3 separate regions of the Mus musculus genome follow, and regions 2 and 3 are each linked to region 1. The links are chromatin contacts, called in public promoter capture Hi-C and targeted proximity ligation maps. All regions are on one chromosome and are shown on one strand. The core of a region is the stretch at or near the end of the contact, and the rest is flanking DNA. Distances in the headings are between cores, read along the strand shown. Region 1 holds the start of Ptk2 (PTK2 protein tyrosine kinase 2). Region 2 holds the start of Chrac1 (chromatin accessibility complex 1). Region 3 overlaps Ago2 (argonaute RISC catalytic subunit 2).

Region 1 (3,480 bases), core at 594-3,093:
AACCCCCTTTTGTGTCACCACTCCAAGCCCCTCCCCCCTATCCTTCTGATACTTTAAATAATAATCTCTCATTTTACACCATGCAAAGCTTCATTCACCCACTCAACAAATATTTACTGTGTGCCAGGGACTGCCTGGGGAACAAAACAAAGTCCCTGTTCTATGAATCTAGAAGTCCAGAGCAGAGACAATCGAGAGACGGACAAGAGCAGTGTTGAACTGTTCTGAACAATAGGTTTGGAGACAACAGGGTAAGCAGGCAAGGAGCCTAGATGGGAGCACACTCAGCAGGGCAATGGGTGGCTCGGGTTTCAAAGTAGTCAGCTGACATTACCGAAGTGACAACTAACATGGGGCCGAAGAAAAAGTGCTAGAGGTGACACAGAGACATAATCCCTTCTAATTTTAAGTGCAGAAAAACACTATAGGTTGGCTATTGTGACATAATCTGTAATCCCAGCACCAGAAGATGGAAGTAGAAAGAGCTGGAGTTCAAGGCTATCCTCAGCTACACAGAAAGTTTTAGTACAGCCTGGGCTACATGAAACTATATCTCAAACAAACAAACAAACAAACAAGAACGAAACAAAATAAAACTAGAGCTAGAGGGATCCCTCAGTGGTTAAGAGCACTTGTCTTTGGAAAGGTCCTAGATTCTATTCCCACACCAACATGGTGGCTGGCTCACGACTATCTCTAATTTCAGAAGAGATCCAATACCCTCTTCTGACCTCCACGTGCACCAGGCATGTGTGTGATACCCATATATACATTCAAGGAAAACACACAAGTACAATAAAATAAATAAATCTGGGAGAGAAAAAAAAACCCCCAAACATAACCACCACTACTAGTTCAAATCCAAGTTTAATACACTTCATTAAAAAAAACAATAAAAAAGAAACACTAAAATATGGCAAAATCTCGACAACTCAAAGCGTTTTATTATACCTGAGTAAATTACAGCTCCCAGGTATGTAGTGGTTGGTGGTTCTGTGTTCACCTTTCACTGCCTGTCCTGCTTGCTCGTTGGCTTGTGGTCGAAGATCAAAATGACACCATTAAAAATGAAAGTTCCCCGCTTCTGGTTTCATTTCCTACCGCAAGGATGCCAGTGATTTTTTTCCTTTTTTTTTTTCAGAGATCACAAATCAGTCACCACTTCCTGCTTAAGACTCTCCGTAGGGTTGCTGCACAAAAACAAACTCAGGGAAACTAGGCACGGCTCGGAAGGACAGGGCCACCTGCTTGATTCAGGCAAAGGTGTCCCCCCAGTCTCACGTTTCGTGGTAAGTTCCGCGCTGGAACTGGCTCTTAAGCCAGCAGCCATCCACAGTGGCTCTCCCGTTCTGGCCCTCCTGTCCACCCAGTGTCCCCGAAAGGCTTCCCCAGTCTTAAGATCTACAGGGGCTGCGGGAAGGGGCTGGAATGTGAGTGGCCCCAGGCACTCCTAAACGATCTTTCGGACCGTCTTCAGAGATCCATTAAAATACTCTCTGTGCCTCAGTTTCCCCATCTACAGAAAGCCCATGAACCTCTATTGAAGCGGTGAAGCCTGGAGAAGATCAGGGCCGGCGTGTGTGCGGCTAAGGATCTCCTGTGACCGTGAGGGACCCAGGCCTAGTCCGCAGACCCTGGGGCGGCCACAGGGGCCACCTCGTCATCCCGGAACAGCGCTATCCGCGGACGACGCCACGCCCGCACAGCTGGGATACACTTTACTAGGAGCCGGGCGCGCCGGACTGCTCTGCGCAGGCGCGGTCCGCACTGCGCAGGCGTAGAGCTCTGCGCTGAGGTGAGGCATTGCGCGCCGCGAGGTGTGGGCGCGCGCTCCCCAGCCACGGCGCACGCGCGGGCCCGCGCCGACTCAGCACGGCCCGAGGGCGCGAGCCCGCCGTCACCGCTACCGCCGCCGGCCGGACCGCCGTGCGCCCGGCGTGCGCGTGGGAGAGAGCACGGCTGCCGGTGCCGGCGCCGCCCCGCTGCCTTCTATCTGCCTCAGCCTCGCGCGCCCAGTGGTGGCCGGTGAGTGCGGGGCTCGGGCCGCGGCCGCGGAGGCGCGGGCTCAGGGCGTTGGGCGGCGCGGGCCGCGGTGCGGGCTTCGGCGGACACGGCCCCCACCGCGCCCCGGCCTCGCTCCTCGTCAGGCCGGGCCCCGAGGGCTGAGGAGGCCGCGGGGCTGGGGCGCGAGAGGCCGCGGGGTCCGGGACGGCGGGGCGGGCGCGGCGGGGACCGGGAGGCCCGAAAGCCGAAAAACAAAAGAGGTGGCAGGCGGAGTGCTGAGCAGCCGCGGGGTGGCCGGCGCGGGGCTTCCAGTGCGACCGCACGAACCCCGGAGTCATTGTGCTGTCCAAGTTCCCTCCGCCCCGACCCAGCCCCGCCACGGCGCGCTGCCTGTCCCCGCCGGTCCTCGCCGGCTGCTTTTGTGGCACCGCTCGGAGGAGCGATCGTGTCTGTGTGCGCACTTGTGTCGTTTAATTGTAAGGTTTATTTTATTTTATTTTAATTTTTTTTTTGCGGAGAAATGCGCCGAGGAGAAAGTTGCTTTTTGAAAGCCATTTCAACAGTGTCTCATTCTTGCATAGTTAGACTGCAGCTGGGTGTTTGGCAGTGGGACCAAGATAATAGCAATACTGTAATGATTATGGGAACTGGTTGAAATAGGTTGGAGCTGAAGGCACTGCAAGAGTTTGCGGGTTCGTTTTAAATCTGACCAGCGCTGGCATTTCTACTTAGAATGGAAGCTTTATCATGGTTGTGGTAATGGGTTATTACTACTTGAAGTGAAATAGCAGCGCCTCACTGTGTGTGTGTGTATTTATAAACTGAGGAATGAAAAGTCTCCTTTCAAAGACAGGTCTCTGAACAGTGACCTGGGACAGAAGTATTGTGAATGCAGACATAAAAAGAGCTAGTTCATCTAACATTAGCATTCTCCGAATTTTTGTGGAGATACACTATAGATAATATTTCCACTCAGTGATACTGTTGAGTTTCGTGTAGTATTTAAACGTGAACTTTTTTTTTTTTTTCCTGGGTATGAAACACCAGGGCTTCCCACGCGGTTCGTGCTGGTCCACAAAGCCACGCCCCCAGTCCTAACAGGAAACTTTAAGGAACGTGGACATGGTTCCCAGTATTATTATGAATTTAGTTTTATATTTGTGGCTGTTGTAAGTGGGCCGATCCCTGGCCTCCTTTTAAGACACTTGAGCTTATTAAAAGGCTACAAGAGTACATTTTCCTGGAAAGGATCTTGTTAGGGACATTGCCATATAAGCTAACTTATACGTGATCTACAGGCAAAGGTGGCTTCTGTTTGGGAGGGACCCACAAGTCACAGCTTTTAGGACTGTGTGGCTCAGGAAGAGATGATGCCTGGACAGGTAAGTCCTTTTGGCTCAAAATCCATAGTGTGGGGCCAGGACAGCTTTGGCAAGCTCCCTAGAGTAGATGGGACCTACTGTGTTTGAGGCTGGC
Region 2 (3,480 bases), core at 284-2,783, 330 kb after region 1:
CTAGCACCACACAGAAATAAGAGGAAGACCACCATGATCTTTTCCTTTTTTTTTGTTTTTTGTTTTTAAATAGGTTCTACTTTTTTGTTGTTGTTGTTGTTGTTTTTTTTTTTTTTTTTTTTTTTTTTTTTTGAGACAGGGTTTCTCTGTGTAGCCCTGGCTGTCCTGGAACTCACTCTGTAGACCAGGCTGGCCTTGAACTCAGAAATCCGCCTGCCTCTGCCTCCCAAGTGCTGGGATCAAAGTCATGCGCCACCATTGCCCAGCCACCACCATGATCTTAAGATGATTTAGAAATGAGACATGTATAGTTTACATGTAAATATACACCACTGTCTAAAAGGGGCTTGTTATCCTAAGATTTGTATTTGGCTTTGGAGGACCAATCCAAAGATACTGGGGAACTATTGTTATTTTATCAGGATCTACTTAAGGTTGACTCTATTGCAGTCACAAGATTTGTACCTTTGTCCCTAGTCCAAAATATTGTAAAAAAAAAAAAAAAAAAAAAAAAATGCCACGCACTGAATGAAGTTCTAGAAGCAGAGGCTGGAAAAGAAGGTAGAGCCAATAGTCATGGCTGGGTCTCAGAACAATAAGGTTCCCGGCCTACCACTATCGAAACCAAACTTTAAACCAGGAGTGGGGTCAGGAAATTTTAATCGCCGTACTCAGAAGGGCCAAGACCAAGGTGGCAGGGTGTGGTGGCACAAGCCTTAAACCCCAGCAACACTTGGTAGGCTGAGACAAGCAGATCTCTTTCGAGTTCAAGGTAATTCTGGTGGTTTACAGAGCTCCAGGATAGGGAAAACATACTGAGAGATGGCTGGAAATATAGAACAAAATAAGAAGACAAAGCGATGTGTGTTGGGAGGGGACTATGCGGTTATAATTTAACTTGTGACAGCGGATGTCTGCGTAAACTCTGACTACCTCCAGAGTCCTGAGGGCTGAAGAGCCCTAGACAGCCTTGCAAGCCGTCCTGGAAGCTTGGAGAACCTTCCCGCATCTTCCTGGGGGAAGTCAGAGTCAGCCCGACCTCCCGCACGACATAGACCCGCCTCAACTCGCGCACGCAGCCGAACCCTTAACTACGCGTGCGCGAGGCCCAGCGGGGAGTGACGCGGGAGGCGGGGCGCAGAGGACGCTGGGAGCCAGACGATCCTGCAGAGCGAAAGCGGCGCAGTGGGCGGAGCTGAGCCCGCGGGAGGGGAGGAGGAGGTGTGTAGCGCGCAGACGCAAGAGAAAGAGGCGCCGCGCGGCCCCCGCAGGGCAGCCAAAGGCCAAGGCGCGTGTGTGCGGAGCCCGAGGGGCGGTTGGTGCCCGCGCCCGCCCCTCTCGTCGCCCCGCCGGCCGCTCACCGTGGCCTTGGCCGTGAGCACCAGCGCCTCCTGGTTGATGCTCGACACCTCGGGAGAGCTCTTCATGATGACTCGGATGCGGGACAGGGGCAATGACACGAGCCGCTGGTCCCCGCACTTTTCCTTCCCCACGGCCGCGTCCGCCATCTTCCGCGTCCGTCCCGGGCGGCCCGTGATGCTTCGCGCGGCCGCGCCTGCGCAGACGCTGTGGAGCGCGGTGGCCCGAAAGCCTGGGAGCCGGCGCCCGGGAAAATCCCTCTCGGAAACGCCGGGGCAGTCTCCCGGAAGAAGCGCTCTCAGGCGTCCGAGTGCTTGCTCGGGCAGTCCCGAGCTGCACAGATTTGTCCTTTCAAAAACTGGAGAGATGTCTTAGGAGGTCATGTTCTGGAGGGAATCAAACGAACCATGGCAACAGTTTGGCCAGAGGAATAGGGAGGAAAGGCGGCCACTACCCATGTCTTTCTTGAGGCGTATGGGGATTAGCCTGCTAAGCAGACAGGTGAACTGAATGGTCCTAGAGTCTTCTGTAATCCCACCACAATGCCAAAAGGATCACCAAGAGTTCTAGCCAGCCTGGCCACACAAGGTCTTGTTGAAGAAGATGGGCCATGACTTTAGAATGAAGACTATTAGAAACATCCTATCAAGTGGTCTGGAGGGAGCGTCCAAGAATATCAGAAAGTGGGACTCCACGGCAGATGAAACCGTGAGACCGTGGACTTTTGCTTAGATGAGCTGTGGAGTAAACTTGGGAGAGTAAAGTTGATGTGGTCTGAAGAGAACAAAAACTCCTAAGATGGCACTAAATATAGTTGGAGGAACTAAATCGGCAGGGTTTTATAGATTGGATCATGTTTGGTTTTAGTGTCGTCATTACCGTAGTATATCCTAGTCCAATAAACATAAGATACAACTGTCCCTCAGTATCTATTGGGGGATTGGTTCTAAGATCCCCACACATACTGAAATTGTACATGCTGAAAAGTCTTTTTTTTTTTTTTTTTTTTTTTTTTGTGTGTGTGTGTGTGGTTTTTTGAGACAGGGTTTCTCTGTATGGCCCTGACTGTCCTGGAACTCACTTTGTAGACCAGGCTGGCCTCGAACTCAGAAATCCCCCTGCCTCTGCCTCCGGAGTGTGTGCGCCACCACGCCCGACAGAAAAGTCTTAAATACAAAAGACGACAACTGCATAACGCCTAGGCACATTCTCATACAATACCCATGTCTTCTTGATTAAGTGCTTCGTGAATGCCATATGAGTAGTTGCTGGACTGTTAGGGAACAATGATGAGAGATTTCTACATGTCCAGTCAGCAGGGATGGGTTTTGTTTTGTTTTGTTTTGTTTTTTTTCCTGAATACTTTGTATCCCAGGTTGTTTGAGACCATAGATGTAGAACTTATATCCAGTGTTAGTGTCAGGCACGAAGGCACAGTTGGTGAGCAAGCTAGCTGCGTGCTCTCAATAAGGCTATGTTCACCCAGATGTCTGGGGAAAGAATACCATTTCCAGTGGGAAGTGTCATAACTGGTAAGCTGGCCTCTGAGAAGTGATGTTTGTTCTCAGATCTGCAGCAAAGGAAAGCCGTTAGACAAGATGAGTTTTGCCTGCCTTTCACATGCTTCCTTTCACCCAAGTGAGGCAGACAAGCATAGGACTGTTTTAGGAAGCTAGGATGCCACTAGGCTTGGGCTGTGCACACTTCTGAACAATGCCACTAATAGCCTATGGTACCACTCTCCCCATCATGCACGGGAGGATTGGCACACAAACACACACCGCTCTGAACACTGGAATGTTTCTCCTCCACTTAGTTGGTATAAACTTAGATTCTATTTGGTTGTGTTCTAGTAATGAAAGGAGAAGGAGGCCAGCCAGAACTAGTTTGGAGTGCATGCATAATAAAGCAAACTGTCCTTAAAGTGAACTCTTAGGAAAACCCATTTTACCATCTTATTGCCTAGTTGCAACTGGGTGTGCATGCAGTTAAAAATCAAACATTATTGGAGGGCATGTAAGGTAGAAAAGTTGTAATCTGTCAAAATAGTGAATCACCCAAACTATACCCCCTTAGTAACTAGCTCCCCTCCCTTCAGATCTCTGAAGCTAGGGCAATAAT
Region 3 (3,480 bases), core at 442-2,941, 270 kb after region 1:
AGTTGCAGTGTAGGAGTGGAATGCTGAGGTAAGGGTGGCTGGAGGTGACACACAGACCCACAGAGTTGTGTAGCCTCTGGCTCCCATTGGGTCCTTGGTTCCACAGCACACTCTGATGCCACAAAGTGTCATCTATACAGGGATCACCTCTGGTGGGCTCCTAAGCTGTGAAGTGCCTGGGCCAGGGTGAGGGCCACGGAGGAGCTCAGTGAGGTGGATACTTTAGTTCTGAGAAGCTGTAGGCAAGAGGCCTCAGCCTGAAGAAGACAGGGCAGGAAGATGGGCAGTCAGTGCTGAGGGCGGGTGCTGTCGGAGTTCCCGATGTGGGTCCTGGTTTCTGTCCCGGGATGAAGGGAGATAGAGGTGTGTTCTCTCAGGGGCGTCAGCCTAGACTGTGTGGTCCAGAGGGAGTTTGGAAAACCCTGAGGTGGTTTGGAGGTCTGGGCATGGTATAATGTTAAAGGAAGGACGAGGGGTGGGGTGGGGTGGAAAAACCCAGTCAGGTCTAGCTGGGGCATGTGTGCTTTGAGGTTCATTTCACAGGGATTGTCTTGTGGTGACTCTCTCTGTGGTTTTAGTCTACTTTTCTCTGTCTTCTGTAATTTTTTATTATCAAGGTTGGAGAGAATAAAAGTATATTACAGTAATGGCTCTGTTTCAGCTCCACCATGGGCAGAGAAGAAGCCGCAAGGCCCCTTGACTAAGAGTGGTCCCTGGTTGACTGAGAACATTCCTGAGGGCCTGTGCAGAGGGCCAGGCCAGGAGAGGCGCAGCAGCCAGGGCAGTCAGGTCCCCTGTTCCTAAGCCTGTAAGGAGAGGGAGGATATAGGTTTTTCCAGAAGGCATTGTGACCCTCCTTGGTAGTAGTTTGTAGCAAGCATAGGTTGCTGGCCTGCAGCAGGGCTCTTCGAGCTTGGCACATTATCTGGGTGGGGACCATCTGTCTACCACCCACTTCCTGACGGCCCTGCGAGGAATGGACTGGGTATTCCACCCAGGGCCTCTCCACATCCCTCAGGAAGCAAGTTCTCCCAGGAAATGTTGACTACACAGTGCTGCTCTGGGTTGTACATGATGCTCCAACAACATCCAGCATCCTTGTCCCACGGCAAGAAGTGGATAGTGCGCTGGTAACCTGGGTTGTCAGGGCCGAGTCACAGGATTCAGGACCCTTTCCTAGGTGCCTGAGGGCAGGTAGGAATATGGGTAGAGTAGACCCATCCTGCTGCTGCACACCCCCTACTACACACGTGCCATGGATTTTTTGGTTTTCTTTTTTGTTTGTTTGTTTTGTTTTTCCTTTTTCTTTTTTTGCTAGTCAGTCCTGGTGTGGGAGGCTGAGGCTGGCCCTATGCTAGGGACTCAGGGCACTCCAAGCCTACAGTGCAAGTGTGTGGTAGGTTGCTCCCAGGACCTTCCTGTGACCTGGTCCCTAGTCTGTCCCCGATGTCCCATGTTTGTTGTCTGGAGCTGGTGTTTGTGCTTAAACTGAGCACGTGGGCATAGCAAATGTTTCCAGGGTACAGTGCTGTCTCTTATAGGGAGGCTGGATATATGCGCACCCATGCTCCAGGTAGGAGGTGGGAGGGTAGGCATCTCAGCAGTCTCCCTTGTGCAGATCCCCTATGTGCCCCAGGACTTTTGAGGCCATCGTGTACTGCGGCAGGCTTGGGCCTCTCTTGGCATCTGTCGCAAACACCAGATCTTTTGGTCTCCTGGACGCGGTTGCTCATACAGGAAGTTGGTTACTCATTCTCTGTGTTTCCCTTTCTGTTTGTGATGGGGCTCTAAAAATGGAGCTCTCAAACAAATGTGCTAAGTGATCAGCGAGTAGGCAAACACTGGGTGCCGGCGTTGTTACCACGCTGGCACCACGCTGGGATTGTGTCCTGGGAGTCTCCCTGCCGGGGAACCCTCTCCAGCAGTGAGCAGTAGCTGGGTACATCATCTAGGGCTTTAGTAGGGGACACTGCCCCTCCCTGAGGCCTCCTAGGTGAAAGATAGGATTTGCCTTCTTGGTCCCAAGGATTTCCTGAGAAGGCAGCTGGGAACATTCAGGACCTTCAAGGGTAGGAGACCAATTGCCAGAGCAGGTGTCTGAGTGCTTCTGGGATTGGGGAAGAAGGGACATTGGGTATCTGAGGGCTGTGCCCGGAGGATACAGAGGACAGGGCCAGCCACCTGGGAGTCTTTGGTGCTTTCCTCCTCAGTGTCAGAAAGGAGGGGTGTGGGGGCGTGCCGCCTTTTGCCTCGAGCTTGGCACATTATCTGTCGGGTCAGAGCCTATACCTCACAAGCTTAGCTGTTTCCCTGCTCTGCTCCCTTCTCTTGGGAGCTCTGTGCTCACACGGAGCCAGCTTCTCTCCAGGGCTTTGGGTCTGAACCTCCTGCTTGTTTGGCAGTGTGCACTTGGGGCTCCCCGGGAGTGATAAAAATAGGTCTCTGGTGTCTCAGAAGAGGGATCATGGGATCGCAGTACTTAGGAAGAGGTCTAGGACAGAGAATTTGTAAGGGCCAGATGTGATTTTATACTCTCTGTTGCTCTCTATGAAGTAGCTGCCTTGTCATTCCTTCCAGAGGTAATGGAAACAGTGTCTTGTGAAATCACACTTCATGTTTCCCCATTCCCTTTATTGATGCTGCCTGCAGCCCCAGCTGGCTGGTGACACTCTGCAGTCCCCATAGCTGGCGATAGGGGGTGGGCTTCCAGGTGACCCTAGAAGTGAGAGTCTGAAAATATGCTGTGGCCAGGTCTGGGTGCTGAGACCACATCAATGGTGACAGAAGGGGGGTGGACCCTGGGCTGGGCTTCCCAGGCACGCTTCTTTCGTTGACTTTGTAAGCGGGGGGGGGGGGGGGGGGGGGGGGTCTGCCCAACCACGTGCGATAATTGGCTCCCACACAGTGTGTCTGAGCTTCCTGACTGTGGTTTGGCTGATCCTGTTCTCAGCTTCCTCTGCTTGGACCAGTGGTGACCACCTGAGAGCAGGGAGCAGGGACCACAGTCCGTTGACTGTTCTTTTGTTAAGTCTTCTTTGACCTGAAGGTCAGGTAGGTTTGTTCACCTGGTTATTCTGTGTCCTGGTCAAGGTCTGTGGAGGGAAGGATGGCGGGTGTCTTGGAGAGCTAATACTGACTTCCTCCTGTTGGGTGTTAATCATCCAGAAAGGAGAAGCTTGCGTAGAGAACAGTTTCTCTCCTCCTTTTAAGGCCCCCAACACGTTAGGGCCTTAAGAGGGGGCTGGTGGACGAGTGCCTGCTTTCACATCTGTAACCATGTCCTCTGAAGTCCCATTAGTGTAGAGGAGAGACCTGACTGCTTCCAGCGCCGCTCAGCTAAGTGCCACTTTAGCTTTCTTGGAGAAAACAGAACAGAGAGTGAGCAAGCCCCAGACTCCCGAGACAGCTCGAGGTACTGTTTCTGGTGGAGTGTTTATTCCCAGTGATTTGTCAATGGGGATTGTTGGAGTTTTAAAAAAA

The links. Promoter capture Hi-C pulls out the DNA fragments that hold promoters and counts their contacts.
Region 2: a contact with region 1 is called in a promoter capture Hi-C map of second pharyngeal arch cranial neural crest, with 3 times the contacts expected there. A contact is called at or near these places in 12 of 39 promoter capture datasets (the 3T3-L1 cell line, 3T3-L1-derived adipocytes, the C10 cell line and 7 more), 3 of 484 Hi-C or Micro-C datasets (CD4 T cells, muscle stem cells and myocytes) and 5 of 130 datasets of targeted methods (embryonic stem cells, extraembryonic endoderm stem cells, memory CD8 T cells and 1 more).
Region 3: a contact with region 1 is called in a targeted proximity ligation map of pancreatic cancer cells. A contact is called at or near these places in 2 of 39 promoter capture datasets (the C10 cell line and liver), 2 of 484 Hi-C or Micro-C datasets (both in cortical neurons) and 1 of 130 datasets of targeted methods (pancreatic cancer cells).

What each region holds. Positions count from the first base shown.
Region 1 is chr15:73,421,554-73,425,033 of GRCm38.p6, reverse strand. It overlaps Ptk2 (PTK2 protein tyrosine kinase 2), which reads left to right and starts at 1,843. Exons shown (of 35, transcript NM_001358046.1): 1 at 1,843-2,025.
Region 2 is chr15:73,088,465-73,091,944 of GRCm38.p6, reverse strand. Chrac1 (chromatin accessibility complex 1) reads right to left here and starts at 1,533. Exons shown (of 3, transcript NM_053068.3): 1 at 1,362-1,533. The coding sequence starts at 1,508.
Region 3 is chr15:73,148,047-73,151,526 of GRCm38.p6, reverse strand. All of the region lies in intron 1 of Ago2 (argonaute RISC catalytic subunit 2), which reads left to right. Among named protein-coding and RNA genes, the nearest start is that of Ago2, 35 kb to the left of the region's middle.